2 separate regions of the Mus musculus genome follow, and region 2 is linked to region 1. A link is a contact called in public promoter capture Hi-C data. All regions are on one chromosome and are shown on one strand. The core of a region is the stretch at or near the end of the contact, and the rest is flanking DNA. Distances in the headings are between cores, read along the strand shown.

Region 1 (3,507 bases), core at 642-3,141:
GTGAAATGTCATCTGTGGCCCGGAGGCTGGAGGAAGCAGGGACAAGCCACCAGCAGGATGCTAATGAATCCCACTCCCAGTTAGGAGGTTGCTCTCTTGGAGCTGTGGTGGGGAAACTGCCTGACTCTGGCCATTTATCAAGCTCACCTCTCCCCTGGCACAGCTGGCCCCAGGTGGGGCATATACTCCCAGAGCACAGCCCTGCTCTCTTGCCTGCGATCCTTCTGGCCTGTGTGCATTCTTCAAAGAAGAACAAAGGCAGAGTGGACCTTCCTCATTCGGCTTTCTTTTCTCCCAGCTCCCTGGCAGCATCTTTTGGAAAAGAAATGTTTTGCAGCCAAGAGGTTCACGGTGAATGCGTTCTGCACCCCAGGCACAAACTCTTGGCAGCCTGATATGTCTCAGCAAGGGGACTTGCTGAGGACTGTAATTGGGAAGGGAATGTGGCCTCGTGTACCTGGGTGAGTTAAGGACACAGTATCATGCTTCTGTGGTGGCACCGATGGTGACTGACCAACTTATTGGCTCCGTGGGTACCAGTGCTAAGTGTGGATGGGCATGTGTAAAGCTGACTCTGCAGTCCTTTGAGCAATCTGGCATTCTGGGCAAGGCTATAAATCCTTAGCCATACTTTGGCCAGGCCTCTGGAAAAGCTGGGTGGAGGTCCTAAGCCTGCTGGGTTGGGTTTGGTAGTTTGAAGCAAATGGGCAGTCAGCTTCCCATCTGAGAAGATCCAGGAGGCTCTCTCTGATACCCAACTTCCTGGATGTAAGTAACCTCATTGCTCTCCTTCCCCACCTCCTATTACATGGCTGCGAGGAGTGATCAAACTTCAGTGTGTTCGGGGGCCACAGTATCAAGGAAGCAGCGGATAATTGCTAAACACTCCAATTCTTCCAAAAACTCTTGGACTAGGTGCTCTGAGCAAAAAGAGAGCTGTAGTTAGGCTAGGGCTAGGTGCATTTCAGCTTTTTTCTGCTTGTGTCTACCAACTCTTTGTTTTATCTAGATCTCTGGTTTCCTGCCAGGATGGTCCTATAACACTATGTAGTACCCAGGAGTGGGCTGTGATGACAGCCGGCCAAGTAGGTTAGGAATTGGTGCAGATGCAGCTAGCGCCCTCTGTGTGGGGCTCAGATACGAAGCCCCACCTTTGGCAGAGCTGGGGTTTTCATAGTTACACCAACTGGGCATAGAACATTGGTACCCAATGTCACCCTCATCCCCATTTGCTGGTTATCCAACCTGAGTCATGGTTGTTCGTATCCTAGCAGAAAGGGATTATTCTTGTCTGAGGATGCTCACTGGACTATGCCTTGGGCCGTGGGGACCATTTTAAAGGAGACAGTCTCAGGTAACACCTCTGGAATACAGGTGTGGCTGAGAGGGAGTTAAGAAATGGAGAGGCAGGCCTCCCTGCCACCATGCCCAGTGCTGGGTGAGCTTGTGGGTGCCATGTACTTTCTCTTGACGGGAGCACTGCAGTTTGGGACAGGTCAGGTGGGATGGCCTTTCTGTCTAAGGCGCTCACATGTTCACATGCAGAAGAACCCTGTGCATATATATGCCAGGACTGTGGGGCCTTCTCTATTGTCTTCTCCCCAGCCAATTCTTTTAGGCTTCCTGGCTTTAGGGAACATTAATTGTAGGGCACACATATCAAGAAAGGTAGTCACAGAATTGGCTTCAGCCCTGGGGAACTGGCACACGTTTGATTTCCTGGACCTACACTGTAGCTGGCCCTGGTGGTGCTGTGCCCATCAGAAGAGGTGGGTGGGCCTGCCTCTGTCTGTGTGTGTGTGGGGAGGAGCAGGGACTCTAGTCAGGGGAGGGAGACAGTGACTCTGGGCTAAAGGACCTTTGCCTCCTTTAGGTCCACATGCTCCCTAGACTAGTGTGCCGAGTTTGACTCTGGCCCATGGCTGGAAGAAGGAAGAAGACTGGATGGCAGAGCTGTTTAGCTTACCATGAAAGCTTTGGTTTACTTTCAGAGAACTGGGGAGGGAGTCAGCTATACAAGGTGAGCGTGCCTCCTCCAAGCTGTCTGACTGCACCCCTGGCCAGCTATGGGGGGAGTTGGAGGGTTGGATCCCTCTCAGAAGAGCCACAAAATGGCTCTTAAATGTTTGTTGATGAAGATAGGAAGAACATAGTTACAAATTTGGAATGAAAACTGGGCCAGCCATGGTATGAGGGGCTTGTGGACCTATTTGTCCCTAGCCTGGCAAGTTGCCGAGGTCCTGCCACTTGATATCTGTCCTGTGGAAGCTCCCAGTGAGGCAGGCAGCCTGTGCCAGTGTGCCAGCAGCTTGGCCAGGCATCTGGGGATGAGATCTTCAGGGAGGGCCAAGCCAGACACACGTGTCTGAATCCTTCCCGGTCTTGCCTCAAAGGGAACAATTCCTTAATCTGTTCCTCTTGTAGATGCAGAAGACCGACTAGGACATGCTCCCTGGCCTTCCTGAGGCTGCTGTGCAGTTTTAAAGAACCCCCCAGAAGGTGCTGTTTTGTGGTAGTGGTGCTTTTAAAGCAAGCATCTTTAAACCGTCTTAATTCATGCCAGGAACTGAAGCCATGCTGCTACCACATTCTAAACCCAGTGGGATAGGCCTATTCTGTAGCCTCTGATCAAATAGAGTTAACATCAGCCTCAGGGCTAACACAGCTTCTACTGGCCTTCTATGCTGGTGGTACACTCACACATATACACAGATGCACACACACACACACACACACACACCACAGACTCATACACACACAGAGTCACACACACAGATACACACACAGACACACACAAAGTCACACACATAGACACACACACACAGATATACACACGTACACAGACACACGCATACACAAACACACACACACACATAGATATGCACACATGCACATAGACACACAGACAAACACACATAGACACACAGACACACACACAGATACACGCATACACAGACACACAGACACACACAGACACACACGCAGAACAATAATAGCTGTTTTAGAATTAGGGATCAAGCCTGCGGCTTTATGCATGCGAAGCATGTACTTTATAAATGAGCCACGCTCCTACCCCCTATATTTTACTTTTAGTAGATTAATTTATGGGATAAGGTATGATATCCCCAAATATATGTATAGTTTGTAGTGCTCAGATCAGGATAATACCTCGTGTGGAAAACATTTATCACTTCCTTGTGTGAAAGATACTCAACATCTTCTCAGTTGTGAGGTATGGTGGCAACATGTCTTTAATCTGAGCACTTGGGAGGCAGAGGCCAGTGGATCTCTGTGAGTTCGAGGCCATCCTGGTCTAGAGAGTTCCAGGACAGCCATGGCTATGTAGTGAGCGAGTCTGTCTCAAACAACAACAAGAAAACATCCTCTCAGTTATCTTGAAACGTTTGCTTTCAATACTAAACACTAAATATGGCTATTACTGCTGTGTGTGTGTGTGTGTGTCTGTGTCTCTGTGTGTGTGTCTGTGTATGTCTCTCTCTCTCTCTC
Region 2 (3,507 bases), core at 728-3,227, 150 kb before region 1:
TATTCTCAGGGTAGAACGTGTTCCTCAGTGTGCAAGGCACCTTCTGCAGACACCTAGTTCTGTAGGCTTCTCTACCCTGTGTGTGCATGTATCAGGAACAGGATCATGGGAGGAGGCTGGGAAGGTGGTCACTCTAACCCAGCGCTGCGGTCCTCTCATCAGACTGCCTCCTCCCCCTCTACTCCTGGGTTGTTGCTGAGCATTGAAGACAAGGTGGTGGGCAGAGGCAGCATCTGCCAAAGCCAAGGGACACCATCCAGCTTTGTGCTAGTGTGTGCTGCAGCTGGAGGCATGCTGAGCTTGTGTATCACCCTGTGACTCCTACCTACTTCCACCTTAGCATGACTTCGGGGCAGAATAGCTATAAGGTGTGTTGCTTGAGAAGGGAAGTATCCTGAATGATTCATCAGGGATTCCGGAAGAGAAGGGAGGGGAGGGGAGGAGATTGTCTCTTCCTTTTCCTCCTTTGTGAAAGTGGAGGATCAATCCTAGAGCCTTGTGCCTGCCTACATGGTACCAGACAGGTATACAACCAGCCTGGTGTTTCTCTCTGTCTCTTTTTTTTTTCCAGATTTTTTTTTCTTTCTAGATTGGGTAGCCTGCCCTTGAACCTCCTACTTCAGCTTTCTTATTGTCAGGGTTACCAACCTGCATCACTATGCTGGCTCATTTTTATGTTTTTGAGACAGGTCTCTCTCTATCTGTGGCTGGCTTGGAACTCACTATGTAGCCCCAGGCTGCCTCTGAACTTGTGATCTTCCTGCTTCTGCCTGGTGAGTGCTGGAATTTCAGGTCATAATGCATTGCCTAACTTGTTTTTTCCCCTTTCCTTTCCTTTCCTTCCTTCCTTCCTTCCTTCCTTCCTTCCTTCCTTCCTTCCTTCCTTCCTCCCTCCTTCCCTTTCTTTCTCTTTCTTTTTGTTGTTATTTGTTTTTAAGACAGAGTTTCTCTGTGTAGCACTGGTTGTCCTAGAACTTGCTCTATAGATCAGACTGGCTTTGAACTCATAGAGATCAGTCTGCCTCTGCCTCCCAAGTGCTATTGAAGGCATGCACCACCTCTATCTGGCCATTTTTTAAAAATATATGTTTAAAAATATATAGTTGTATTTTATGTTCATTGTTGTTTTTCCTGCATGTATGAAGGTGTCAGAAACCCTGAAACTGTACTTATAGACAGGTGTGAGCTACCATGTGGTTGCTGGGAATTGAGCACAGGTCCTCTGGAAGAGCAGCCAGTATTCTCAACTTCTGAGCTATCTCTCCAGCCCCTTCATTCTTTCTTTTTGGAGATAAGGTCAGAATAGTGAAGGCTCAAAGTCTCTTCCCTGCCTTCCTTGAATGTTTCCAGGGCTATCTTGTACTCTTGCTTCAGTTATTGTATAACTCTAGATAGCAACGAGACTATGGTATAGCGAGCGTCTGATCTGGTAGGACTAGCCAGGGCTCGCTAGTAGTCAGGAGCCATTGTACTAGATGGAGCCAGGCCTCAGTAGTGTCTCTCTGACCAAAGCTAGACTAGATCAGGGCAGAGTATCTGGGGTTTAGATTTGTTATTTCTCGTCCTACTCAGCAAGCCATGCAGGGAGCTCTGCCAGCCCAGGGGATGATTCCTGGGCCGGGGTAGTTTTTACCCCAACCTGTCCCCATTGTGAACTTCTGCAGCTGTTCTGTTGTGTCCCATGTCCTTAAGTTAGGGTGGTATCAGAGTCCACAGGCAGTGAGGGTGGTGGTGAGGCTGGACCTTTGTCCTACACCTCCAAATCTCTGAGAGTCAGTGGCTGGAGAGGAGGCCAGCGGGAACCACGTCTTTCTTTGTGCGCCACTCTTTCCCCATTTCTGTTCTTTCCTCATTTCTGTGTAATCCAGGGATATCTTGTAAACATTCTGAGTTTCAATTTCCATCACATCCTGTTTGGATTGGAGACTGTGGGGGTTGGTTATAGATCACATATTGACATCCCATGAGTTAATGAGCACAGACAGTCCCCAGGGTACAAAGGTCAACATGTGACTTTTCTGCTTTACAATGGTGTGGAAGTGATACACTTTCAGTAGAAATTGTTCTTTGAAACTTGAGTTTTGCTGTTTTCCTGGCTGGTAAGAAACAGTATGTTTCTGCCATGTGGGACAGCAGCTGTGAGCCGTAGTGTCTAGCCAGCCACACAGCCATACTGTTGCCAACATCCCTTAGATGTGGGTATTGAATATATTTCAGGAGATATACAAAACGGTAGTGTAAAAGTATGCAGGCAGGGTGTAGTATTGCATGCCTTTAATGCCCTCACTAGGGCATCAGAGGCAGGAAGCACTCTATGAGGTCGAGGCCAGCCTGGTTTATATAGAGAGTTCTAGGCTAGTTAGGCGGTTCAGAGTTACGTAGTGCAACCCTATCTCAAAAAAGAAAACGACAACAAAACCAGTTTTATATTACTGCTCTAACATAAACACAAAAAACAACTCCCACTGTGGAGCTGGGGAGCTGGCTCAGCAGTTAAGAGCACTGGCTACTCTTGCAAGAGGACCTGGGTTCGGTTCCCAGCACCCACATGGCAGGCAGCACATAGCCCTCTATTACTCTAGTTCTGGGGATTTAACATCCTCTTCTGACCTTCCGCAGGCACGGAGCACACAGGGGCACATACATATGTGCAGACCTAACACCCATACACATAAAATCTGAAACTGTGTAGAAATGGAAATTAACATTGCTTTGAGAGTCCATGTTACCCCCGATAAGAATGGGGTGACATGGACATATCATCAAAAACTCAGATGACTCCAGATGATGGTCTCAAGCTCACAATCCTCCTGCCTCAGCCGCCAGAATTCTGAGATACCGGCACATGTCACCATTCCCTTCTACATTAGGGTATTATTAACTGACTAGTAAGTTTACCAGAATATCCTATTGTGTGTGGGAGAACGCACACAAAAATAACAGTGTTATTTTTCCTGGCCTAAAGAAAGGGAACCTTTGGCAGAGTCGGCTCATTAACAGTAATGCTGACTGCCTAAGTTCCGGCTACTGAGCCAGGAGCAGGGCAGACTCTGATGTCTGAGCGATAACCGTGTTCTCTGGTCAGGGGACAGGCAAGCACAGTGAAATCCCAGCCCACAGCCTGTCACACCAGCACCTTATACTGACTGTGTGTTGTGTCTGGGGATGTGTACTGACTGTGTGCCGTGGCTGGGGAAGTATGGGAGGAGAGACTACAAGGTGGGGTTGAACAGTCCCTGTGGTCTTGTGGGAGATTGACCAGCATGGAGGGTCCAAGAGCTTGGCTGGCAAATACTCTATCACAGAGCTACAACAGTAGCAGTCTAGCCCCTAGCAGACTTCTGGCTTGCTGCCTTGCTGTCCCAATCAAACTGTCCTCAGTACCACCACCGTGCTGCTCTGGGGCAGTGCCTCTGTGTATGACCTCAGGGGCAGTGTCTCCGTGTATGACCCGAGGATCCTCATTCTTTTCTGTTCCTAGAAAAGTACTTAGAAAAGGATCCTTAA

What was found. Capture Hi-C pulls out chosen DNA fragments and counts their contacts.
Region 2: a promoter capture Hi-C map of liver shows a contact between it and region 1. The contact joins two enhancer-like sites. A contact is called at or near these places in 2 of 115 datasets of contacts at active chromatin or transcription factors (embryonic stem cells and pancreatic cancer cells) and 2 of 9 other capture datasets (liver and pancreatic islet).

What each region holds. Positions count from the first base shown.
Region 1 is chr6:128,125,840-128,129,346 of GRCm38.p6, reverse strand. It overlaps a transcript of Tspan9 not described here. Among named protein-coding and RNA genes, the nearest start is that of Gm52879, 26 kb to the right of the region's middle. Within about 2 kb of position 1,891, at least 8 of the 459 cell types and tissues checked have an H3K27ac peak or open chromatin away from gene starts, as enhancers often do. A contact at or near this core is called in liver, where this site is marked.
Region 2 is chr6:128,276,096-128,279,602 of GRCm38.p6, reverse strand. All of the region lies in intron 1 of Tead4 (TEA domain family member 4), which reads left to right. Among named protein-coding and RNA genes, the nearest start is that of Tead4, 23 kb to the left of the region's middle. Within about 2 kb of position 1,977, at least 34 of the 459 cell types and tissues checked have an H3K27ac peak or open chromatin away from gene starts, as enhancers often do. A contact at or near this core is called in liver, where this site is marked.